5 separate regions of the Mus musculus genome follow, and all the other regions are linked to region 4. The links are chromatin contacts, called in public HiChIP or PLAC-seq and promoter capture Hi-C maps. All regions are on one chromosome and are shown on one strand. The core of a region is the stretch at or near the end of the contact, and the rest is flanking DNA. Distances in the headings are between cores, read along the strand shown. Region 1 holds the start of Klhl22 (kelch-like 22). Region 2 holds the start of Rtn4r (reticulon 4 receptor). Region 3 holds the start of Med15 (mediator complex subunit 15). Region 4 holds the start of Rimbp3 (RIMS binding protein 3). Region 5 holds the start of Dgcr6 (DiGeorge syndrome critical region gene 6).

Region 1 (4,993 bases), core at 1,212-3,711, 550 kb after region 4:
GTGAATCTGACTCTGGTCTACATAGTGAGTTCCAGGCAAGCCAAGGCTACATAGAGAGACCACCTCAAAAATAAAGGCAAAAATCCGCAACACACAAAAACCAAAAGAAAATAAATTATCAGTGAGAATAAGAATCCACAAAGGAAAAAGAGTCCTGATTTCTCTGTGACACCTTTCCTATGACATCTTCTGCTTGGCACCGTCCTTCCTAGTGTGACATTTTGGTGATGGACCGGGAACTCTCTTTTTGCCTCCCTTGGTCTTGTGTCATTTCACTCTGGTGCTTGTGACAGTAGGTGGATCTTGCTGGTATTGCTCTCCAGTAAGACTAACAAGATAACAATTGTAGTATGGCTTTCTTCTCCATGACATTCCCAGAGCCACCTTGGGGTAGAGAGTGCCTGTTAGCCACAATAACCAACTGAGCAGAACAATACAGTACTGTCTAGGTCTGCAGTAATGGTAATGATACTCCCTCGTTAGAAAAGGGGAGGCCCATAGGTCCCTCAGCTGGGTTTCTAGTTACTCCTCTTGGCCTTCCTCCTAGGTGCATGTGATCTTGAAGGGTTTGACAAAACTCTTCCTGGGGAGACAGAACACACACCTACTCATCCCAGGTAAGGAACCCACAACAGAGCGAAGCCCTCCTTGGTGAACCAACAAGGTTATTGAGGTTTCTTACAGGGATATAGGTGATAGGTTACTTAAGGAGCAGAAATGACTCAAAGACAGCTGCACAGCAGGCTGGGAGCCTGGAGCACACTGCACAGCCTGCAGGCAGGGGAGGAGTTTGGAGAGTCCTTTCCAGGTATCTCAGATGGCCTAAACCTCTTCCAGGCAGCCCAGCTGCTTTCTGGTTTGTCAAGGCAGCTGGTCTGGTCTGAGTCTACTGTGCAGCTTTTCTCCTCTGAGAGTCTTTTGTGCAGCTCAGTTTCACCTGTCTCAGCTTTTATTATTTCTCTGACAGGGAGGGACCAAGTGTATTTGGTCAGTTTCAAGGACTTCCTGAAACTATTTTGAATTTTTTAACCTTCCTGCTTAAGGAGTTTTTCTGAAGAATAGAATGCTCCAATCTTGGGGAAAACTGTTATACAAGGAGAAAACGAATCTTCCTTTCAAATCCAGAGACCAAAGTGGGCTTAGGTCTTTAGAATGGGAAGAGCTTCATACTATATAAACTAGGTTTGGGGCATAGACTTTGAGATTTCTTCCTATTCTGCTATTCTGTATCTCTAGAACTTTCTAGTGGGTGACCTGTTTCAGTTGTGTTTTCCGATAGTCAGAAGTGACAAGGGAGTGTTGTCTTCTACTTTTTGTTGGATCTCATATATTTGCTGATGGTATCTCTTGCTAGAATACTTTTATCATGGTCTAAAAGTCTCCAGCAACACAGGTGGAGTCATTTGGTCCAGGGAGCCCTGACAGGTAGAAGTTCACGTGCATTGGGTGCCTCCTTTTCTAGAGGCTGGGTCTTTTCATCTGGATCTATAGCTAGGCCTCCGGGCAGCAATTAGGGTTCCCCTAAAACAGCCTTTCTTTTATTCATTTTCTTCTTCCTTTTTTTCTCCCCCTTTTCATGAGGAGGCTTCCTTGGCGACATCTTTTCTCTTACATTCTCCACCATATTGAAACTACAATTTCCCCCCATCTATCTGTAAGAAGGCCCTACAGCTCCACTCTTGGATTCTGCTATAGGTATGCGCCCCTCAGAGTGTGGTCCTCCTCGAGGTGAAGCAGAGAAAAGTGGGTGTCCCCAGGACAGCTAGGGGCAGGTGAGTTTTGGGACTGGGAACCAGATTTACTCTGGAGTCTCAGAAAAGAGGAAAATCAACACTTGTCCGTACATAAAGCCTTTGCTTGTTTTCACTCTCCACAGCAAGCACCGGACGAGGAGCCTTCCAAAGTCTAAAGTACAATGACAGAAGAAACCAGGGAGCGACAAGGAGGAAATAAGAGGCAGAAGGAAGACCTCAGACAATAAATAGGGCTGTGAGGGAAAGGAAAACAGAAAGAGATAGAGAGGGTGGGAGCGACCTAGAGAGGAAGCAAGGAAGAAGCAAGAAGGAGGGGACAAGTGAGACGATGAGTGAAGTAATAGACGCACGATGAAGAGGGAAGGAAGTAATGCAGGAGAAACGAAGAAATGACTGGGGGAGGAAACGGGAAAGTGAGGGAAGGAAGGAGTCGATGAGGGAGATGGTGAGTGAAAGGGTGTGAAGAGACAAGCCAGTGAAGAAGCTATGAGTGAGAGAATGAGTGAGGGTTAGAATGAGGCCAGGAGAAAGGGAAAGAAGGAGGGCCTAGGTTTGCACCTTCAATAGGCACCTCGAGGGTGGAGCTTCCGGACAGCGGATCCTTCGGAAGAGCAGCCGGGGTCTGACCCTTCAGCCTCTTCCCGCCCCGCCCAACAGCGACCCCCCCTAGAGTCCCCTTGCGCCTGCGCGGCATCCCACGTGACGGAGAGGCTCCGCCCCCACCTCCAGCCTCCCGCCTCCCGCCTGCTGCGAGAGCGGCCTCAGCTTGCGGCAGCACCAGGTCAGCTGCGAGGCATGTACCGTGCGGGCCCGGCAGGCCTTCTTCGCCGAGCTTGTGCTGCACGCGGGGATGGGAGAGGGAGCGGGGATGGCGGAGGGCGCGGAGATCTGGGCCAAGTACCGCGGGCGCCTGGGGCGGGCACGGGCGACTGCCTGACGTGGCGGGGGCTTGGCCGGGCGACCCCCGGGCGTCCGGCGCGGGCCTGGCGCTGTGGCGCGGGCCCGCCGAGGCCTGCGCGTGGCTGAAGCGGACCGTGGCCCTCGCAGCCCGGTTGGTCAGGTTCTGTCGCCAGCCGTGGGTCCGAGTGTGGCCTCTGGCCTGTCCCCGTCCCTCGAAGCTATTCGAGCAGGGATTGCAACAGGCAGCGGGCGGGCCTGGCTGCCTCTCCCGGCGTGACCTCAAGCTCATCAGCCGCGGCTGCGGTTGTTGAGAGAAGCCGGAGAGCAAGCGCTGTCAGTGCAAAATCCCCGGATTGTACTAGTTTAGATCCTGTACAGGCCGAACGAACGGACCTGTCCGGGCGCAACGGGGCCACCTTCTGCCCGCGGCTGCTTCCTAGGGTAAGGCCTGATCTCCGAGATGCTCCTCGTCCGTGCTCTGGGAAAGAAGCCATAGAGCACGTCAACACCTCTTGGATGCTCCCTCCCACCCCCGTGGTAATAAGGACCCGCTCCCTCTTCTGCTCTTCCCAAGCTGCTGTTTTTCCTTTTGTTGCACACCTTACGTTGTGGTTCAGATGCGTTGAGGACAGATACGGAATGGGAGCCCCCACAGAAGGTTGAGGATGCCTTTCCAGTAAATGATTCCTTGAAGATTCCTCTAAAATTTGTTTCAGTGCACAGCTGTTTGTAGTAGCAAACAATGGTAGGGAACCTAGTTTATATGTGTGAGAGGGGCATGAAGTTATAAGCAGAAGCTAAAGGAATGTGTAGAGGAATATCTTAGATCTGCAGTCACCGTAGTCTCCTTAATGTTTTGTCGTTTAAAAAAAAAGAGTGAAGCCAGGTGTGGTGGTCCCTGCCTTTAATCCCAGCACTCTGGAGGTAGAGTTCTGTGAGTTTGAGGCCAGGCTGATCACCAAAGAGTTCCGTGACAGCGAAGGCTGTTAGAAACAAGTGGTCTGTATGTGCACCTGGGTGAAGGTGCTCTAGAGACCAGCAGAGGGCGCCTCCACCCGATGTCAGCGCTGGGAGCTCCAGTTCCGGGCAGGAATAGTTTTGCATTAAGTGCACTGAGCACTCTAACCCCACCTCTTCCTTATAGGCAACTTTGTGATCTTTTTGTATCAGCACTCCGGAGTGGTGGAGTTACAGATCTGTTACCATCCTGTCTGGCTATACCAGAGATTCTGGATGTTGTTGCATTCTTGATTGTACTGAATTTCTTTTCTTGAGCTTTTCTTGTGCTCTGCCTGTCCAAAGGAGTAGCCATCTGTTTTACTGTACTTGTTTTTGTGGTGGCCGTTTAGAGAGCAGATGATATCCATCCCCTTCCAAGAGGGCAGACAGGCTGCTCAGCTGACAACTGTGAGGACCACCTCCACATGTGCATGGTGGGGGAGGGTCAGTGTCTGTTAGGACAATTAATCACCCACAGATGGGGAAGCCTTCCAGGACTCTGAGGTTTGGAGATAGCAGCCAGAGTTTGGTTAGCAGATATTGCCATAGAAACTAACCCTGAGTTGCTTGTGAGACAAACTGTCAAGGGTAGAGAAGACAGGTTCACTATCAGAGCATGTTTTTTTGAGATTGTATGAAGGTGCTAGGTAGATGTGATCAACTAGAGTCACGGCCAGAATAGGACTATGAGAAAAGAACACAGTTCTGTTCAGAGGACTTCAGGTGTCCCTATGGGTCTAAGAACTGGCAGTGGGGCAGGCAGGAGAAGGAAGTGAGGTTTTGAGCTAAGTCACAGGGAGCCCCAAGTATGAAGCAGTGAGATAGCACTTGGTAAGTAACTATAGTATGATCACAGGAGTATTTTTGGTCCCCTGTTCAGAGGAAACTGGGGATGTTGATGTTGAAGCAAGACGAGAGTTAGGGAAATCCTTTGGAACAACAGTCCTATGCTGGGACTCCAAACAGTGGCCACTGGAAAAAATAAGGGGATGACTGCAAGATATAGGAGGAGAATCAAGAACAAAGGATCTTATAAAACATAGCCTTAAGAAGAAAAAGAGATCGCTGAGACTAGGAGGTTTCAGGTAGAAATGTAGTGTGTAACTGACACAAACAGACTAGTTAGAAGGGATTCTGGCTGGAGACGCCATTGAGAATACGTGCCCCGGGGACAGGGTGCACTGAAGGAAGGGAAGAAAGAGGTCAGGAGAGGAGCAATTATTCTAAGGTAGAGTTCCAGGCTGGAGGGATCCTAACCCAGAAATAGTTGGCAAGACATAATATAACCATCTCCAGGGCCTTGTGAGAAGGCATCTGGTTCAGGTAGAAGGAAGGTGTGG
Region 2 (4,868 bases), core at 1,030-3,529, 920 kb after region 4:
CCTCAGAAGAGAGCCATGTCCTCCTGGGGGCAGAATGGCCAGCATGCAGCTCTCTTTGCTCCCTATCTGGTCCCCGCCAGAGCTGGCCTGTACCTTAGGCTGCATCCAAGTGTCCTGCAGGTTCAACTTCTAGAGAGGAGCACCAAAGTGCAGATGGGAATGGGTATACAAACGACAGGGTGGGTTTGCAGACCACAGCAAAACTGCCTAAGACAATAGATGCCCAGCTCACACTACAGATCTCAGCCCTGCCGTACCTTGTGAGCTGGTAGGGGTGTAGTGTATCCAAGTGTAGTTTCCCTCAGCCTTGAAGCAGGCAGATCCAGACTTTGACCTTGCTGCCACTAAGAAGGAGATTACCTAGGATAGAGCCTTCTGACCTTGATGGCTCTATTTGCTCTTCCTAGCCACGTTCTGAAGACACAAACTGTAGATTGCCTACGGGCTGGCTCCAGGCACCAAGAATGGGCTGGGGGTGGGAATGGGCCTTCCCCCTTATAAGCACACTCTCTTAATAAACTCGAAGGCCTTGATCAGAACATTTGTCTTGGCTTCATTATCTTTTCTCGCAGTCTAAGTCTCTTTCAGCCCCAGCCTGCCTTCCAGAAATACCCAGTTCATGTAAGCCGCGGGAAAACACCAGGGTATCCAGGAGCTCTCTTTCCAGAGTATCCAGTATCTTTGAGCTGGAGAGAATTGTGGCACCAGGAACCTCCATGGTAGCAATGGCTCTCCTTTCCTTCCCACACCTAAACTATGCCCCAGCAATGGGAGAAGGGGTCATAGTCATTACCTCTCTAACGGGCAGCCTGGCCATCGTTAAAAATAGTCGATGGGGGAAGTGCCCTCTCTAAGCCACTGAGCAAAGATGGTAGCCCAGGACTCTAGCCTGGTCTTCAGATTTTCAGCCATGTCCCACGACATGAGGTGGTTGGAGCCACACCAGCCACTGGTGTGGGCACTGCTGGATTCGAGGACACTGGGAGAAAGGTGTTGGTCTAGGCTATAGGCCATGGCCTTCTGCTGGCTCTTTGAAGTTGGCTTTGGGTTATTCATCTGTCACTGGGTGGCCAGCCTCCCATGTGGTGGGGAGTGGAAATGAGAACTTACTGAGTCACATAGGGGTCAATCTGGTGGCACTTGGTGACCAGTATCCAATGAAGAAGTGGCCGTGAGTGCCTGCCCTGCCTTAACCTCATCTCACACATTTCAGTGACCTGAAAAATCCAAGTCAAATGAACAAGGACAACTGGGACAAAGCACACAGAGGTGTGGTTGGGGACACAGCCAGGGCAGGACCGAGCAGTGTAGCTTCCATATATGGCCAGAAAGCCATTCCATTGCAGGCTCTTCAGCGCTCTCCACCCCTGAAGCTTATGCCATACTGGGTGTTCTCTTTCTCTACTGAGACAGGCGGACCATGGGCCCTATCCAGCTCTCTGGCTAGATAATGTGCAGGACAGATACAGACAACGACCTGGCAGCCAGCCGAAGCACCTCTACCACCACCCCACCCCAGAATGCACCTAAGAACTCCAGATAGAGCACCCAAGCAGGAATGGGAGATGGGACATGTTGGGGGGGGGGGTTGCCATTAGGAACATTGGCCTTATATTGATCTGGCTTGGTGGAGGGTGGGTCCAGAGGATTCTTCGGACTTTGTAATCTCCATTGCAAAGGGGAAATGATAGGAGCTTGTGCAGAGGCAGGTGCAGACAAAGCCTGAGTGTCCTTCCTGGGACAGGGAACTACAAAGCTGGAGAGAGCACTACTGCGCTATTACACCTTGCCTCTCAGTTTTCTTACCCAGTCGCCTAGGACAGTTTCGAGCAAAGGGCTTTAAGGGGCAAGCGGAGGCGGGCCATGCAAAGGCCTGCTGCATCTGTCCGATGCCCAGGACTCCCTTCGGGACTCAGCCTGTGCCGCCACGCCCTCGAGCCCGCGCCCACGGCCGGTTCCGGGACGCGGTGCCCGCGGCCGCCTGCAGGGGCCGCCGCCTCTTCAGGAATGCGCCGCCTTTGTCTGGGACCGCGCGTGGCCCGTGCACCGGGTGGCTGAGCGCGTCCTGCCACTTGCACCGCGCTCCGGACACCCTCGCCTCCCCTCCCGTCGCCCGCCCGCTTGCCCTACACCCCGTACCCACCGGTCCGCCCCAGCGCGGCGCGCCCAGGTGAGCGCCCCGCCCGGCGCCAGGCCCCGCCCCGGCCCCGCCCCGCCCGGACCGGCGGGGAGACCGGGCGGATTCCGCGCGTCAAACCACATGATCCCATAAAACATTCATCCTCTCCTGGCCCGCGCTGCGAGCGCCCCGCCAGTCCGCGCCGCCGCCCTCACCCTGTGCGCCCGCAGCCCGCGAGCCCAGCCCGGCCCGGTAGAGCGGAGCGCCGGAGCCTCGTCCCGCGGCCGGGCCGGGACCGGGCCGGAGCAGCGGCGCCTGGATGCGGACCCGGCCGCGCGCAGACGGGCGCCCGCCCCGAAGCCGCTTCCAGTGCCCGACGCGCCCCGCTCGACCCCGAAGATGAAGAGGGCGTCCTCCGGAGGTGAGTGTCAGCGCCGCTCCGGAGACAGGCTGCAGCGGGGCGGGGCGGGGGGGACGCAGGGCATGGCTCACGCTGCCAGAGATGGAGCCGGGTCGCCGGTCGCTCCCGAGGGCCACCGCAGTGCCACGCCGCGCGCTGGCCGCTAGCAACTGGGCCCTGGGAGGGCGGAGCCCGCGGCAGCCGCAAAAGTTGCGGCTTTGCGGGAAAGTTGACAGCGACGGCGGGGCCAGGGATGGAGGGTACGAGGTTCCAGATGTTGGACCAGGGCCGGGTGGAGACTGAGGGCTGGAAGGGCGGGGTCCCACCTGAGAGCGCAAAGGCGGCGAATGGGTTAATGAGCGGGTTTGCAGAAACGTGGGCACCGGACCGAGATGGGGTCTGCCCAGCGAACCCTGCTCAGAAGCTGTTTCTTTGGGGTCAAACGGAGTAGGGATGAATACGGGTGTCAGCAGCAGCAGAGGGCGTGGGGGACAGGGCGATCCCAGAGCTATCTCTGGAGCAGGTAGAGAGGAGAACACACACACACACACACACACACACACACACACACGCAAGGCAATGTCTCCTCCTCGGAGATCGGGAGAGCTCCTGAGAGTGAGCGGCTCCATTGAGGGGCGTTGGTGCTCGAAACACCCCCTCCTTGGCAGCCCTGTGGGATTCCCTCCTCCCATCCGGTTGCAAAGCCCCCACAGTAGGGGCAAGGGAGGATGGGCTTCATGCAGGTTGGACATGCCTTACCTGGAGAATCTGGGGTGAACACATTGCCTTCCCCAGGTGCCCACCCTATCTACCCTGCTGATGTCCATGGTGCCGCAGGCTGCACACACGTTTCTTTGCACGTGTCTACATGGGCTACATACAGCCTTGCACACCTCCAGTGCACATGCATACCAAATCTGCCCTAGTGTGCACATGCACATAAATGCTATAAGCACATCCCTGTACTCGGGTGCATAGCTCTGTCCTCACTCCTGCCTACACACCTATGACCATACATGCATTTATGCAGCCTGCCTGCTGCGATCTTCATGCTTAGCACATGGTGGGGCCCCTTAACAAGACCCACTCCCATGGAGACACACTTGGATTTTGATTAGGGATGCTCCGGGCAGCTGGACCCAGACAGAGGGACAAGTCCTGGAGTCTCCTTCACAGTGCTTGAGTCTGTGTGTGCAAGTACGTGTGTGTAATGTGGTATATATCTGCACATACATGATTGTGTGCATGACCATGGGTGCCTTTAAACATATCTTCATGTTTCCGTTTGTCTCAGAGTGTGGGTGCCCTTGTGTACATAGGTGGGCTATGCCTATACCCAAATCTGGATCAAAAGCCTTCAGAATGTATTTAGGGGTTTTGTTCAGTGTCTCCAGCCCAGGCTGTGAGATGCAGAGTCTACCAGCTGCTCTCCCACCAGCCAGAGTTGGGGCAATGGTGGTCTATGGTGGGCTGGAATCTACCTGGGCAGGGAAAATCTATTTCCCAGCTTGAGGTCACCACTGTGATAAAGGGTCTGACCCTGGACACACTTGGCTGCCTCTGCAGTTCCACCAACTAGGGCATCCAACCCAGCATGGTCCCCCGAGAGGCCCTGCCTTTAGCACATTAGCTATTCCCCGGGGGTGACCTTCTGGTTAGCAGCTCTGTGCTGCTCACCTAGCTCAGGTGTTGTATGGGGTCACACCTGGCCACTCCCTTCACTAAGCCCCAGGCCTGTCTTCCCATCTCTGACGCTGCATTGTCTCTTGTCCTACTGCAGTCAGGGGAGGAAGATGCACGTCTAAGGCAAGACCTCAGCAGCCAGGTGTGGTCTGCACCAGATCCCACCTGGCAAAGGGGAGCCCACAGAGCCTGAGGCTGTGTTTTCTTAGAGTCTCCCCGTCTCAGCTTTCCTCATCTGTGGTTAGGCCAGCAGTCTGGGTTGTTGGCGGCATTTCTAAGCTGATGCCCACTGGGGTCAGTCCAATTTTCCCAAGGAGGTGGCTCTGTTTGTTTTAATTTTTCATACAATATGTTCTGATCATATTCTTTCCCCTCCTCAACTCCTCCCGGATCCTCCTCCCTAACAACCAACTCCATGTTCTCTCTCAAACAAAATAAGACAAAAGCCAAGAAAAATAGCAAAACCAAAAAAAAAAAAAAAAAAAAAACAAAACAAAAAAAAACCCAAAAAATCAAAACAGACAAACTAAAAGAAAAAAAAAATGAACGGAACAAAAAGATCCATTTTGTGTTGGTCAGGTACTCCTGGGCATGGGGCATTTCCTGGATTGAGACAGGGTCTCACTGAGGCCCTGGCACAGATGTCCTTGATCTCAGAGACCTGCC
Region 3 (5,290 bases), core at 1,298-3,797, 510 kb after region 4:
ATGCCTTTAATCCCAGCACTCTGGAGGCAGAGGCAGGCAGATTTCTGAGTTCAAGGCCAGCCTGGTCTACAGAGTGAGTTCCAGGACAGCCAGGGCTATACAGAGAAACCCTGTCTCGAAAAACCAAAAAAATAAAAAAAATAAATAATAAATTTAAAAAATGTGTATATTGCCATCGTATTGATTTCAACCCTGAAACTAACACCTACCAAATCTTACATGAGCCTCTGACATAAAAAAAAAAAAGATCAAATATAAATCTGTGTTGTTTAAGATGCTAAGTGCATGGTAATTGTTATTACAGCAAAACAAAATAATATACAAGTGCAGTATCTTACAGAGGTAGAAAGCACCTCAGGACTCACAAGGCATTACAGTGTATCCAGTATACTTCAGTCTTCCCTCAGACCTCAGATACTTCTGCAGCTCTCCCCTACTGTCTGTGATAACAACTTGCTCTTCCAGATCCACTGTACTGGGCTTTCCCAAAGAATCCTTGCCCTGGAGCTCAGACCATTTCTCAAGACTTCACTTAGAGATAACTCAAGTACATCAATACTGCACTTGTGGGCTGGAGACTTGGCTCAGAGGTTAGAAGCACTCACACTGAGCTCTTACAGAAGAAGCAGGTTCGATTCCCAGAATTCACAGGGCAGTTCATAACCCCCTGTAGCTCCAATCCCAGGGAATCTTATACGCTCTTCTGACCTCTGACATCATCAGATATACATGGTTCACTTATATACAGGCAAGCAAAACACTCATATAAATAAATTAAATCTAAAACAATTAAGAAACAAAACACTTGTTTGCTGAACTGTCTGCAAAACCGTGCAAGGGTTATTGTGCGGCGGTACCAAGCCACTGACACAGTACCCACTCCCTCCACTGTACTGATGCTTCCCCGATTTAGTCCATTGCTTCACTCCACCCCACCCCACCCCACCCCCTCCATCCAGTTAGTCACCAATTGTCCACATATTCATTCCTCTTTCTCTGGAATCTGTCTTCCTCTTTCAAGTTCAGCACTTAATACTGGTCTTTATGATCTCTGCCAACCAAGTCTTCTACAATCAACTCATGAGACCATATGATCTAAATGAAAAAAAGACAGAACCCCCACCAACCCTTCCAAAGGAAAAAAACTCCCCAAATTGCCTATTTGGCCTCTCTTGGGTCCCTAATTCATCTCCAGGGACTCAGGGGCCTTCCCAACACTAATGCTGCACCACCTCAAGGCAGACCACGTGTAAAACACTGGAGGAAGGGCCGGGCAGTGATCCCAGCGCTTGGGAGGTAGAAGTAGGCAGATTTCTGAGTTCCAGGACAGCCAGGACTACACAGAGAAACCCTGTCTCGAAAAACTAAAAAACAAACAAACAAACAAACAAAAAACCACGGGTACAAGTTGTTTGCCCAAAACACCCAACACTAACCATGCCAGCATCTGCTCATCCTCATGATGTATCCTTGACTACTTTGCTTCAAAGACCCAGAACTCTCCACCTACAGCCGTCCATCCTGATGCTTTCACAATCATCTGCTGGGAATGGTGGCCTGTCACCCTCCTACTTTTCTCTCTAGAGCTCAATCTGTCACCTACTCGAGGCTGCTCCAGTCTACTCAACTGACACTTTAGCACCCACAAAAATGACTGAGCATTGGCACGACTGTACTGTTTCTTTACAGACAGACAGTACCAACCCTCAGGGGAAAAGCTGTGCCACAGGCAATTTTCTGAACACTTTAGGAAACTCAGTAAAATGGCTAAGTGCAACAAGCACTCTGCAGTGCTCCGTGGGCAGAGGGCATCCCTGCCCTTCACTCCCGAAGTTCCCACAGCTATTTCCTGCTACCCTTTGGCCAAGTTGACACACCTTGTGGAAGAAACCGGAGCACTCTTCTATTCCACTGCCTACAACCCAAACACATCAATCTTCCAATTTACCTTCCTTCCAGCCTCCTCCAACTCATTGATGTGGTTTTCGTTTTATTTATTTATTTTATAAAAGAAGCCACGCGGCACCCGTGTAAAATCTCTGGCTGCCTCATTCTCTTTCTATATTCGGTGCGAATCGAAGCAAAGGAAAATCTGCACACAAATGACGAGGCGGCTCAGGACGATGACTCACTAGCCAGGGCACTAGCTGGGTTTGCAGAGTTCCTCCCCAGAAAAACTAGCCAGCAGTCCCTGTCTGCCGAGAAAGGCCAGAGAGACTCCAGGAGGACCCTTGTACGTCCCCGGCACCCAGCGGACACCGCAGCTTCTGACCAGGGTCAAGAGCGGGTCTAGCCCGGCCTCACCCTCCCCGCCCGGAAGGTCCGACCACCGGTCCTTGCCCCAGGCCACACTCACATTTGGCTGACCAGCTTCTGCCGAAAGGCGGCGCTACGCCAGTCGGTCTCCTGCCCCGAAACGTCCATGCCCGGAGCCCCTACTCTTGTAGCCCGAGTCCCTACCGGCCACCCCCGGCGCCGCCGCCTCTACCACAGCGACAGGCCCGAACCCGGAAGCCGAGCGATCCCGCTACTGGGCCACGCCGGAAGTACAGGAAGAATTGTGGGAAATGAAGTCTTGCTTTTGTATACGCATGCGCGCCACAGAAAGAGAGAGGAAGAGAGGAAGGGGAGAGGGGGAGAGGGGAAGAGGGAGAAGGGGAGAGGGGGAGAGGGGGAGAGGGGGAGAGGGAGACACAGAGGGAGAGACAGAGATACAGAGGCGGAAACACAGACAGAGGCAGAAACAGAGAGAAAGACAGAAAAAAGAGACAGAAAGACAGACACAGAGACAGATACAGAGACAGAGAGAGACACACATGCGGACACATAGACACACACACACCACACACAGACACACATACAGAGTCTATGTATATTTTGTTGCCAGTGTTGGGATAATTGCTAATGTATAACATATTTTTGGTATTTTAAATAAATTTGGTATTTAAATATTGAGATTTTAATTTCTAACATATGTTAAGTGTACATAAGTATATGTACATTCTACAGTCATCAAAATAAAGCTAGTATTTCACCAACAAGCAATGTTAGGTTTAGGATCTCTGCTCATTGAATCATTAAGCTCCATATTTAAAAGGAAAGCAAAAGCATTATTTCTGTTAATGTTTTCTCTGTGGTTCATATTCCTTGCTTCTTAGTGGTGCATCCCTTAATACAGGACATTTTGGTCTAAGTGGATAATTGTTGCTGGGCTTATGTGTCTCGAGTTCACCTTTCAATGTTTATATGATTTAAGTTTAGAGTAGAGATTACAAGGTAACTAACCAATTTTGTAAGTCTTCATTTTTTCCAACAATATGTAAGGCCTCATTTTAGAACTTTGTTTGTCCCAGCACTTGGGAGGCAGAGGCAGGCAGATCTCTGTTGAATTCAAGGCAGCCTGGTTTACATACTGAGTTCCAGGACAACCAGGGCCTATGTAGAGACACATTGTCTCAAACAAACAAAAACAAACAACACCCAAAATGAACCCCAAAATAAATAAATAAATAGACAAATAAAGAAATAAATAAAATACATGTGTTTATTATTATAGAAGAAAGCACCCTTTAAAAAAAAAAACTTTTGGCCTTTGGAAAAGTCTTAAACACAAATGAATTAAAAACTGAGTGTCAGGGCTGGAGAGATGGCTCAGAGGTTAAGAGCACTGACTGTTCTTCCAGAGGTCCTGTGTTCAATTCCCAGCAACCACATGGTGGCTCACATCCAATGTACTGTTTTGGTGTGCCAGAATATCTGAAGACAGCTACAGTATATACATGAAATAAATAAATAAATAAATCTAAAAAAAAAAAAAAACCCCTGAGTGTGGGGGCTGGAGAGATGGCTCAGCCATTAAGAGCATTGATCTATTGCTCTCTTCTGGTGTGTCTGAAGACAGTTACAATATACTCATATACATAAAATAAGTAAGTCTTTAAAAAACTGAGTATGGGGGTTGGGGATTTAGCTCAGTGGTAAAGTGCTTGCCTAGCAAGCCCAAGGCCCTGGGTTCGGTCCTCAGCTCCGGAAAAAAGAAAAAAAAAAAAAAAAAAAAAAAAAAAAAAAAAAAAAACTGAGTATGACAAAACTTAAAAAGAAAATTCAAAACCACCAAGCATGGTGGTGCGTGGTGATGCATGGTGGTGCAGGTATGGTGCTGAAGACATGGTGGTGCATGGTAGTGCATGGTAGTGGAGGCATGGTGGTGCATGGTGGTGCAAGCATGGTGGTTCAGGCATGGTGGTGTATGGTGATGAAGACATGGTAGTGCATGGTGGTGCAGGCATGGTAGTACATAGTGGTGCATGGTGATGAAGGCGTGGTGATGCATGATGGTGCATGGTGGTGCTTGGTGGTGCAGGCACGGTGATGGTGATACAGGCATGGTGATGCAGGCATGGTGGTACACCACTTTAATCCCAGTCCTTGAGAGGCAAAATTTGGCAGTACAGCTGGAGAAAGCTAATTCAGGTTCTTTATCTAAATCTTTTTTTTTTTTTTTTTAAGAATAGGAAAGCCAGGCATGGTGGTACATGCCTTTCTTCCTTCCTTTCTTTTTCTTCCTTCCTTTTTTTCTTCCTTCCTTTCTTCCTGCCTTCCTTTCTTTCTTTCCTTTAAAGATTATTTATTTATTTATTTATTTATTTATTATGTATATGAGTACACTGTATCTGTACAGATGGATGTGAGCCTTCATGTGGTTGCTGGGAATTGAATTTAGAACCTCTGTTTGCTCCGGTGGGCCCTGCTCACTCCGGCCCAAAGATTTATTTATTATTATAAATAAGTACACTATAGCTGTCTTCAGACATACCAGAAGAGGGCATCTCAGATCTCACTATGGATGGTTGTGAGCCACCATGCAGTTGCTGAGATTTGAACTCAGGACTTTTGGAAGAAAAGTAGGTGTTCTTAACTGCTGTGCCATCTCTCCAGCCCCCTTTATCCAAATCTTAGATTCCCCAAGCCATGTAGTCAGAGACCTTCACACAGCGTGGAAGCTTCACACAGAGAGTGGAAGATGTCTTGCACCCATAAAGATTTCAATAGTGCATTATAAACAGAAAAGGCAGCTGCCGGTCCATGACAAAATCAACCCAACCACGTCAACATGGGTAAGCTCATGACCAGAAAGAGAAGGCGGTAACAGCTCAACGATAGTCAAGCCTTCTTCCTCGTGGTGACCTGGCACAGCGTGGTGAGTATGTGTAAGACTATCTCCAAGGCATATGAGAAGAATGAAGACGACTTCTTGTTCGTGGTGCATGCCTCCCAGGCGACATTCAGA
Region 4 (5,601 bases), core at 2,474-4,973:
CTGAGTTCGAGGCCAGCCTGGTCTACAAAGTGAGTTCCAGGACAGCCAGGGCTATACAGAGAAACCCTGTCTCAAAAAAAAAAAAAAGAAAGAAAAAAAAAAGAAGACAGGCTTCTTGTAACCCAGGATAAACTAAAGGCTAAGTATAACTGGCTTCTCACTTGCTACCCTCATCTGCTTCAGTTCTGGTTTTTGGTTTTGTTTTTGGTTTTTGGTTTTTTCGAGACAGGGTTTCTCTGTATAGCTCTGGCTGTCCTGGAACTCACTTTGTAGACAAGCTGGGATTAAAGGCGTGCGCCACCACGCCCGGCTCTGCTTCAGTTCTGAAAATGAATTGTGAACCATAATTCTCATGTTCTTGTTTCCCAAAGGTTTGTTTTTTTGTTGTTGTTGTTTTGTTTTTAATTTATTTTTTATTAGGTATTTTCCTCGTTTACATTTTCAATGCTATCCCAAAAGTCCCCCATACCCACCCCCCCTTTTTGTTTTGTTTTTTTTTTAATTTTTCGAGACAGGGTTTCTCTGTCCTGGAACTCACTCTGTAGACCAGGCTGGCCTCAAACTCAGAAATCCACCTGCCTCTGCCTCCCAAGTGCTGGGATTAAAGGCGTGCACCACCACTGCCGGGTGGTATTTTCTTTTAAAAAAAATTTATGAACCCCTGTCTCGAACCCCCCCGCCCCCCCCCCCGCCAAAAAAATATTTAATTATATGAGTGCTCTGCTGCATATACATCCTCTGGCCAGAAGAGGGCATTAGATCCCCTTGTAGACGATTGTGAGCCACCTTGTGGTTGCTGGGAATTGAAATCAGGACCTCTAGAAGAGCAGCCAGTGCTCTTAACCACTGAGTGATCTCTCCAGCCCCCAAAGGTATTTTCTATAGGGTTAGGGGAATCTTGTTAGATAAATAACTATAGCAGTAATTTGCCAGGAGCTGAGTGCACACAGTGGTTAGAAGGCCCAGGTGTTGTCAGGCATGGTGATGAACACCTTTAGTTATACCATTCAGGAGCCAAAGACAGGCATATCTCTGTGAGTTTGAAGCCAGCCTGGTCTACAGATCCAGTTCCAGAACAGCCAGGGTTGTTACACAGAGAAAACCTGTCTTGAAGAAGAAGGAGGAGGAAGAGGAGGAGGAGGAGGAGGAGGAGGAGGAAGAAGAAGAGGAAGTAAGTCACCCTGGGTACTCAGAAGGCACCACAAAGGATCTTTCTGACAGAATGTATGGCTATGGAAGGTTAGTTATCACTGTGGGTTGTTTTTTTTTTTTTTTTTCTGGTTTTATCCAAGATCTGTCTTTTTTTTTTTTTTTCCTCAAGAATAGTCTGTTAAACCACACAATGGATCTGTGAACTTGTGAACTTGAGTATTACACATAAAAAATATGGAACGCTTCACGAATTTGCGTGTCATCCTTGCGCAGGGGCCATGCTAATCTTCTCTGTATCCTTCCAATTTTAGTATATGTGCTGCCGAAGCGAGCACCACTGTGGTTTTTTGTAAGCCAGTTAATGCCAGAGCCTGGAAGAACAGGGAGGAACCGGATAGGAGGAAAGTTCCTGATCTACACTAAAGTAGCCAGACAATAGCTATATATGTGATTTTTTTTTTTCTGAGACAGATTTTCTCTGTGTAGCCCTAGCTGTGCTGGAACTCCAGGCTGGCCTCAAACTCACAGAAATCCACCTGCCTCTGCCTCCCAAGTGCTGGGATTAAAGGCATGGGCCACCACCCAGCATTAGGTGTTATTATCATTGTTGGTCTTGTTTTTCCTTGAGGGAAAGAGGAGAGTCTATTGTCCCTCGTTTGAGGTCTGGACCTTACCAACAAGCTGGCTGAAGCTTCATTCCTTGCCCACCTTCAGGCCTCTTCCCAATACCCCCATGCCCGGTGTACACCCTAAAGCTTGCTGACAGGTGTTTGCTGAGTGTTGGAACTGGGTAGGCCTGGAGACCAAGTACAGTACCCTCTATGTTCTTTCTATCTGCCTGGTCCAACCTGCATGGGAAAGACATTCCATTTTTACCTGCTTTGAGTTTGCTCTGGGCAGAGACACAAAGGTTTACTAGTCATACCCATTCCTCAAAGGTAAAGCAGCTGTATGTAGAGTCATCAAGGCAACCCTGTGGGCTAGAGCATCTTGGGAACTCTAAGCCCAGCCTGGAGAGTCCAGAAAGGCTCCTTGGAGTAGAAAACTACCAAATCAATACCAAAAGACAGGAAAAAGTGAGCAGTAGGTAAGAGGACAAGAGTAGGTTTGAGTCAGGTGTAGGGTGCACACCTGTGATCCCAGCTGTCTGGTAGCCTGATGCAGGAAGACCACTAGTGCAAGGTCAGCCTGGACAAATTAGCAACATCCTAACTCAAATATGAATTTAAAAAGGAGATGGGTATAGTGCCATGCACATACCTCTAATCCCACTTGGGAGGCAGAGGCAAGTTGATCTTTGTGAGTTTGAGCCCAGCCTGGTCTACATAGCAACTTCCAAGTCAGCCAGGACATAGAAAGACCAGACCCTGTCTCCAAAACAAAGACAAACACAAAACAAAAAATTCCACCATCGCCACTACTACCACCACCACCAGAAACTTCAAACAGACATTCATGCATGGTGCTGCATACCTTTATTCCAGGCAAGGTCTCTGTGACTTCTAGGATAGCCCAGTAGACATCAGTTCTAAGCCATCCAGAGCTACAGAGTGAGACTATATATATATATATATTTTTTTTTTAATGTTTTGGGGAGCTGGAAAGATGGCTCAAGGGTTATGGGTGCTTGCTGATCTTGCAGAAAACATGGCTTTGGTTCCTCCTCCTGAATGGTGGGATTAAAAGGATATACCACCACTGCTCATCTTAACATCTTACTTTTTTTTTTAAAGATTTATTTATTTATTACATGTAAGTACACTGTAGCTGTCTTCAGACACTCCAGAAGAGGGCATCAGATCTTGTTACAGATGGTTGTAAGCCACCATATGGTTGCTGGGATTTGAACTCAGGACCTTCGGAAGAGCATTTGGTACTCTTAACCACTGAGCCATCTCTCCAGCCCCAACATCTTACATTTTTAAAGGGGCTGAAGACTGAAGATATAATGAATAGTAAAGTGCTTGCCTATTACTTACTAAATGAGACCTTGGGCTCAGTCTCTACTACTACTAGTACTACTACTACTTCACAGAGAGAGAGACAGAGACAGACAGAAACAGAGACAGGATATGAATCTCAGTGGTATAAAATTTGCCCAGCATGTTTGAGGTGGGTGCAATCAATCCTCAGTCACTGCCACCTGCTGATTCAAAAAGGCTCAGATGCAAGACATGTTGGTCAACTCCTGCAATCCAAGCACTGGGGAAGCAGAGACAGCCTGCTCTATAGAGTGAATTCCAGAACAGCCAGCTCTACACACACACACACACACACACACACACACACACACACACACGTCTCAAACAAACAAACAAACAAACAACACAAAGTTTCAGTTGATATAAGAAAAGGCACCGGGCAGTGATGGCCTTTAATCCCAGCATTTGGGAGGCAGAGTCAGGCGGATATCTGAGTTTGAGGCCAGCCTGGTCTACAGAGTGAGTTCCAGGACAGCTAGGGCTACACAGAGGAACGCTGTCTCAAAAAAAACAAAAACAAAAACAAAAACAAAAAAAAAACACAAAAAAACAAAAAACAAAAAAACAAAACCAAAAAGAAAAAAGAAAAGAAAAAGAACAAAGAAAAGGCTTAGCATGTTGGGTCCTGCGTAGGAACAGAGGAGTTATAGCCACTTAGGGCTCAGAGCTCAACCACAAATTTAAGCAGATCTTGTAAGAAGTTTACCTAATTTCAAAACTCGACCAGAAACCCTAGTAGAGCCAGGTGAGATCTGACCAGAATCCATTTTTACTCAGGCCCAGGATCAGCGATCATCTAGGAACCCTACTGGGGATCTAATTCTGGAAAGGATTGCACACTGCCAGGGCGAAAGTGGAACAGGTCACAAAAGCCCTAAAGCAGATATGTGTGGGCTCCGAAATATGCCCGGGGTATCCGGGGAAGTTCAGAGGCTAGTTTGAAAGGGGTCTCAGGAGTTTAGGAAGAAGCGAAAGGCACTCAATCTGTGGGGAGGCGACAGGTTATAAGGGAGATCGCCCCCAAGGCGGAAGAGGCGCGCGGAGGGCACCTAGGGGCGCCGGAAGGGGCGCGTGGGGCGGTTGGCAGCGGCCGGGGGCGGAGGCCGTTGGCTAACTGGCCTACCAATACCAAACTATCTCTCTGGCTTCTTGCCGGGCTGCGGCCACAATGACAAAGGACTCACCCACCCCCTTGGGTGGTGGCCGCGCGTCGCCCAAGAAGCCAAGCAGCCCCGGCCCAGCGGCCGCAGTGCTGGAGGAGCAGAGACGAGAGCTAGAAAAACTACGGGCAGAGCTGGAGGGCGAGCGCGCGCGCGGCCGGTCGGAACGGAGGCGTTTCGCTACCCAGACGCGCCAGCTGCGGGAGTCGGCTGAGCAGGAGCGGCAGCAGCTGGCTGACCATCTGCGCTCCAAGTGGGAGGCACGACGCCTCCGGGAGCTGCGGCAGCTGCAGGAGGAGGTGCAGCGCGAGCGTGAGGCCGAGATCCGGCAGCTGCTGCGCTGGAAGGAGGCAGAGATGCGGCAGCTGCAGCAGTTGCTACACCAGGAGCGCGATGTTGTATTGCGCCAGGCAAGGGAGCTTCAGCGTCAGCTGGCCCAGGAGCTAGTGAACCGTGGTTACTGCAGCCGCTCAGGGGCATCCGAAGCCTCCGCGGCACAATGCCGCTGTCGCCTGCAGGAAGTGCTGGCGCTGCTGCGCTGGGAGACCGACGGCGAACAAGCCGCGCGCATCCGCCACCTGCAGGCGGCGCTAGACGTGGAGCGCCAGCTATTCCTTAAATACATCCTAGAGCACTTCCGCTGGCAGCCGGCTTTACCGGGACCCGCGGACCCCCAAGCCACGCATTCCTTGGAAGAGCCGCCCCTAGAAGCCCAGAGTAACACTGGTGGCACCCCAAAGCCTGCTCGTCGACTCGGATCCCTCGAAAGCCTGAACACTGGCGTCCGGGTTCATTCTCCAAACGACCTGCTGCCCACGCGCGCCGGCTCCCTCGAATCTTTGGCAACAGCACATTCCTGCTCACTGGACAACACACTGAATTGCTCCCAGGCTTCTGAATCCGAGGTAAGGGCCCCTGCGACCAGCGCGTCTATTCCAGACACCTCCAGTCCCCAGCCGCCGCCTCAGCTACCATCAATACATAGGAAACCTAATGACCTGCAGAAAGAAAGCTCCGAGAACAAGCCCTGCGAAGCCTCGACCTCCTCGCCTCCGGGTCTGGACTACCAGGAACTGGTGAGGCAGAACTCGGAGCTGGCCGAGGCATTGCAGGTGCTGGTTCGCCGCTGTTGTGACCTGCGCGAAGAAAACTTGCATCTGCGGCGTAAAGGCTTCTCCGAGGAGGCAGGAGAGAAAGTGAAATGGCTCAAGGTGAAGCACGCAGAGCTGACCGATCTCGCTCAGCGCCTTGAAGACAGGGCCCGCAAGCTTCAGGAGACCAATCTGAGGGCCATGAGTGCTCCAGTG
Region 5 (5,022 bases), core at 1,944-4,443, 860 kb after region 4:
TTTGTATATATATATATATGTGTGTGTGTGTGTGCTGATACCTCACCACACACACACACACACACACACACACATAGATGACCAATGTCTTACACACAGTGTATGCTGCTGAACAAAATGATTCATAGATTTAACCTGCACCCAGTCATTCAGGAAGTCTGATGTTCTCAGTACAGAGACCAGTCTTATGTGCACAGCCCAACAATATAGCACGACTTGCTTTCCAATACCTTTGGCTGCTGTATGGTATTTCATAATCCACAGTGACCAAGTGTGCCTCTAGTCTCCACAGTCCCATCAGCAGCTGTCCTAATGCACCTGCTCTGCTGTCACATGACAACACAGTCTAAGTGAGTGGTGAGTGTATCCTCTCCCATAAGCTGTGTGACACATATGTGACATGAATAGGATGAATGTCCCCTCTTTAAGTCACTGCAGGGTTTGGTATATGCCACAGTGACATAGTGCATCTGAGGTTTATGATCTTTGATGTTACATGACATCCTCAGTAACACTGTAACATGAATCAAGGTCTGGTCCATCTGTGAGCTCTTATAATTATTAGATAAGTATTATATATTAGATGTGTTATGTAGTGACACAAACTGACAAAAAAATGTGCCTCAGTTGTCATATATCATATGTAACATGGTGCAAGCCAATTTGAGCCTTCTCTGAGCTGTTGGGTAGTACCATGTATTACACAGTGACATGTGACTGATGCCTCTCTCTTCTCAGCTGATATATATATATATATATATATATATATATATATATATATATATATATATATTTAGAGAGAGAGAGAGATCTCAGGCCTGTATTCCATCTTATATTGTACATGACATTTTATATAGGTTGAAGGCCCAGACCTGATATGCTTACAGCCTCCTTGGTCTAACAGCTGAGAAGAAACACATTCCTTATTCTCATAAGGACAGATTGCAGCCCTGGCATCACAATATCACAGGTGACATCACCTTATCCCTATGGCAGACTGTGGCTCACTGTCTGCATGCCATCTCTGGACTGCCATACTAAGCAACAGGGAAAAAGCTATTAACTCTGGCCTCCACTCCTGATCATCTTAATGTGCCACATATGCACAACGGCCTGATGTGACACAGCACAGTGCTCTCTAGTCTCCTCTGGGTCACTGTGGAGAATCATTACGTAATATGGCAGTCTCCATCCATCCTCCCAGCTGTCATACGATGTCTTACATGATTTAGTGACATGATATGTCAGAGGCATGTATCTTCCATTAGCTGTCATGTGATATCACAGATGGCATGGTACCATGGTTGCTCTAGCCTTCATCCTTCTCAGCTGTCATAGGCTGTAATATGTGGCCTACGGGACATTGTGGGGTACACACTAATACTATGTGTTTCAGGCATGTGTCCCTGTTTAGGATCTGTTTGTATCCTAATTGGTGTGCTAAAAAGATGTTCAAGGATTGCTCACACTCCAATATCCAGAGTTGAGTATGTGAACAATTAATGACTTTCTTTTGGAGCCAGGGTCTACTGCATCTCAGGCCAGCCTGGAACTCACTATGTAGCCAAAGATGCCCCTGCGCATCCGACCATGCCTACAATTCCTGAGTACTGGAATCACAGACATGCGCCACCATGCCTGGTTTCTGTGATACTGCACATAGAACCCCACTGCATCTTGAATGCTAGGCAACGCTCTACCAACTAAGCTACATCCCCAGCTGCAGATCGTGACTTTTAAATGTCTGATTTAAATGATTCACCATAATTTGGTATACTGTCAACATTAAATTACAGTTACTTTGGAGTATATTTATTCATGCAAATTATTTCTCCATGCACAGGTGTTTCAGAGGCTTTTCTATTGCTGCGAGGACACCATGAACAAGGCAACTTACAGAAGGGTTTGTTGGGGGTCTTACAGCTTCAGAAGGTGACTCCAGGACCACCATGGTAGAGAGCATGGCACCAGCCAGGTAGGCAGGTATGGCCCTGGGGAAGTAGCTGATAGCTTATATCTTAATTCAAAAGCATGAGGTGGTGCTGGTAGTGATGAGACAAGAGAAAGAGACAGACAGACAGACAGACAGACAGACAGACACACTCACACAGAGAGACAGAGAGTCAGAAAGAGACAGACAGAGACACAGAGAGAGAGAGAGACAAAGAGAGACACAGAGACAGAGGTAGAGAGACATACAGAGACAGACATACAGAGACAGACAGACAGACAGAGAATGTATGGATGGTGTATGTTTTAAAATCTCAAAACCAGCCCTCAGTGACACTCTTTCTCCAATAAAGCCACACCTCCTAATCCTTCCTTAGTAATTCCACCAACTGGGGACCAAGTTTCCAAATATCTGAGGCTATGGGGTCATTTGCATTCAAACTTCACAAGGTTTCTTCACTGTAATTTATGTTACCCAGATCTGAATTCACTACTTCAGAGCTTATCGTGGCAAAAGGGAAAACAAAAAGAAAGTAACCAGGATGATTCAACAGAGTTATATTTTTAAAATAGTAATAAAAGGGAAAAAGATGGCACATCAGGGAATGTAATTTTTATTTAAAAAAACGCTGTAGGAAGGTGTCATTTCTCTTATTCATGCTGCAAACTAAATTATGAATGTGGACACTGTCAGGGGCTGGGGCTGGCTCAGTAGGTAAAGGACTGTTGAGCCAGCATGAATTCAACTTCACAAGACTCTTTTCTCATCTACTCTCCACTTCCAGGCAGTCGCTGAGGTTTCCTTGTGGGGGTGGGGTATCCTTTAACGCTAATAAAATTGTCCTAAAGTCTTTTATTAATGAGAATAAGAACCCTAAAGAGAAGCTGGCTCTCCTCCGTACTGTTTTCCTGAGGTCCCCCAGGGTGGATCACAACCCGCTGGGAGTGTCCAGCTTCCAGTGGCCTCAGTCTGCGCACACTAGGCGCAGGCCAGACTGGCTTCTTTAAAACACCCAGCAGGCCAGAGTTGCTTCTTTAAAACACCAGAATGCAGAGCCCTGGGCGCGCACCTCCAAGGTCAGCACCACTTGGGAGCTCAGCGAGCCCCTATTTCTTCTCCCTAGGACAAAGCGCTTACAAGCAGTCTCCCTGGTGGGTGGAGCGCGTCTTATTGTGCCTGACGCACCACGGTGAACGGCCGGAGACCGACCGGAGGGGCGGGGCGCATGCGTCGTTCGCGCTGGAGAATGACGTGAGGGGGCGGGGCGCGCCGGGGCACCCTAGGAGACCGAGTAGAGGGGCGGCGGGGGACCGCGCGGTAAACCGCGCGATGGACCGCTATGCGGCCGCCGGGGATGAGGCGGCGGATCGGGCCCGGCAGCAGGAGCGGCACTACCAGCTGCTGTCAGCACTACAGAGCCTGGTCAAGGAGCTGCCCAGGTGCGCGGCGACGGGCGGCGGGAGGACCGGGGCCGGGGCCGGGGCCGGAGCCGGGGCCAGGGCCGCGGCCGCGCTCACCCGGCGATCTACCCGCAGCTCCTTTCAGCAGCGCCTGTCCTACACCACGCTCAGCGACTTGGCCCTGGCGCTGCTCGACGGAACGGTGTTTGAAATCGTGCAGGGTCTTCTGGAGATTCAGCACCTCACTGAGAAGAGCCTCTACAACCAGAGACTGCGGCTGCAGAACGAACACCGAGGTGCAGGGGGCGACGGGACCTTCCCTAGGGCGTCCCTAGCCGCGGGAGCCTCGGGTCAGGGGGTGCAGAGCCATGCTGATCCTTTTAGTCTGCTGTCCAGAAACTTCTTACTCGCGTTCCCTAGAGTACCCACATCCTCCTAGGCTTGATGGACCTCGCTGCTTGTAGGTCTGTTGATAGCTGTGTGCTACCACAGAGATAATCCATTATTCCAGCACCTTCCCATTGAGTATCAGGCTTGATCACCTCCTCCTATAAATTATACTAGGCATCTTCCGTTGTACCATCAGATCTCCTTTCCATTTTATTTGTTCAAGCTTGACTCGGTTCAAACATTTTAGGAAAGAATAGTGTGACGATGTCCCCATGCTACGTTATAGATCTTTGGGCTTTGTTATTGCTTTGGATTTTGAAACTGAGGACTGAACCCAGGGCTTCTCACCTGCTAAGCAGGTTTTCTATATTGGGCTACATTTACATGCAAACATACTCTGCCTTTCTGGCAATGCCTGTGTGCTGCCAGACAGGATTTTCCCATTAGAGATAGGTGTTGGATTTTGTTGAAATCTTTTGCAGTTCCTGTGGAGATGATCAGATGGTTTTGCTGTTACTCTCGTGAGACATTGATTTCTAAATCCCAGAAAGGAATTGTATTCTAGGAATGCATCTTGTAATATTTGTGTGGGGATGAAGGTAATGCCTCAGAATGTGTTGAGAAGTCTCTTGTTCTCCGAGAGCTTTAGTTCTTCACCAAATGTTTGAGTGGCTGTGCTTTTTCTTTTTTTTTTTTTTTTTTTTAATAATTTTTTTTTTTAGATTTATTTATTTATTATATGTAAGTACACTGTAGCTGTCTTCAGACACACCAGAAGAGGGCGTCAGATCTTGTTACGGATGGTTGTGAGCCACCATGTGGTTGCTGGGACTTGAACTCCGGACCTTTGGAAGAGCAGTCGGGTGCTCTTACCCACTGAGCCATCTCACCAGCCCGGCTGTGCTTTTCTTTATTCTTTTTAATGTTTTGATGGAGGTATGTGGTATATCTAGTTCACAAGCCTAAAGTACACGACTAAGTTCATTCTTTTCCATTTTGGTTTTCCGAGACTGTTCCTCTGTGTTGTCTAGAGCTGGCTGTCCTGTCTCAGCCTCTCCAGTGGTGAAATTCCAAGTCTGGGCCAGGCCCTACCTTGCTCATCCTTTCCAGTAAGCAGGAGGAGGCTTTGTTCCTTCTGTTGCTTCCACCATTCTTCCAGCACTTGCTTCCATCACCAGGAAGGAAAGACACCACTGACTTCTTCTTCCCCTGATTTCACTGTGGAGCTGCTCATCATCCTATAGAGCCCTTTTGGGTGGGATGTTCTTGGTACCTGCTTCA

The links. Promoter capture Hi-C pulls out the DNA fragments that hold promoters and counts their contacts. HiChIP or PLAC-seq counts read pairs in DNA pulled down with a chosen protein or histone mark.
Region 1: an HNF4G HiChIP or PLAC-seq map of pancreatic cancer cells shows a contact between it and region 4. The contact joins the promoter of Klhl22 here to the promoter of Rimbp3 in region 4. A contact is called at or near these places in 1 of 115 datasets of contacts at active chromatin or transcription factors (pancreatic cancer cells) and 1 of 9 other capture datasets (adipose tissue).
Region 2: a contact with region 4 is called in a promoter capture Hi-C map of liver, with 4 times the contacts expected there. The contact joins the promoter of Rtn4r here to the promoter of Rimbp3 in region 4. A contact is called at or near these places in 2 of 39 promoter capture datasets (cranial neural crest and liver).
Region 3: a promoter capture Hi-C map of pre-B cells shows a contact between it and region 4, with 2.3 times the contacts expected there. The contact joins the promoter of Med15 here to the promoter of Rimbp3 in region 4. A contact is called at or near these places in 4 of 39 promoter capture datasets (the 3T3-L1 cell line, liver, pre-B cells and 1 more), 1 of 484 Hi-C or Micro-C datasets (CD4 T cells), 1 of 115 datasets of contacts at active chromatin or transcription factors (memory CD8 T cells) and 1 of 9 other capture datasets (adipose tissue).
Region 5: an H3K27ac HiChIP or PLAC-seq map of microglia shows a contact between it and region 4, with 6 times the contacts expected there. The contact joins the promoter of Dgcr6 here to the promoter of Rimbp3 in region 4. A contact is called at or near these places in 1 of 39 promoter capture datasets (liver) and 2 of 115 datasets of contacts at active chromatin or transcription factors (microglia and pancreatic cancer cells).

What each region holds. Positions count from the first base shown.
Region 1 is chr16:17,757,160-17,762,152 of GRCm38.p6, forward strand. Klhl22 (kelch-like 22) reads left to right here and starts at 2,462. Exons shown (of 7, transcript NM_001359068.1): 1 at 2,462-2,535.
Region 2 is chr16:18,125,363-18,130,230 of GRCm38.p6, forward strand. Rtn4r (reticulon 4 receptor) reads left to right here and starts at 2,280. Exons shown (of 2, transcript NM_022982.3): 1 at 2,280-2,540. The coding sequence starts at 2,519. It overlaps Gm52241, which reads right to left and starts at 4,708. Exons shown (of 2, transcript XM_030249377.1): 1 at 3,279-4,708; 2 at 2,252-2,845. The coding sequence starts at 3,302. The coding sequence ends at 2,252.
Region 3 is chr16:17,720,400-17,725,689 of GRCm38.p6, forward strand. Med15 (mediator complex subunit 15) reads right to left here and starts at 2,548. Exons shown (of 18, transcript NM_033609.3): 1 at 2,357-2,548. The coding sequence starts at 2,424. It also overlaps the pseudogene Gm6048.
Region 4 is chr16:17,204,412-17,210,012 of GRCm38.p6, forward strand. Rimbp3 (RIMS binding protein 3) reads left to right here and starts at 3,724. Exons shown (of 1, transcript NM_001033338.3): 1 at 3,724-5,601. The coding sequence starts at 4,303. Gm22129 (a small nuclear RNA gene) reads right to left here and starts at 1,487; the gene lies at 1,381-1,487.
Region 5 is chr16:18,063,210-18,068,231 of GRCm38.p6, forward strand. Dgcr6 (DiGeorge syndrome critical region gene 6) reads left to right here and starts at 3,194. Exons shown (of 5, transcript NM_001289814.1): 1 at 3,194-3,390; 2 at 3,487-3,647. The coding sequence starts at 3,281.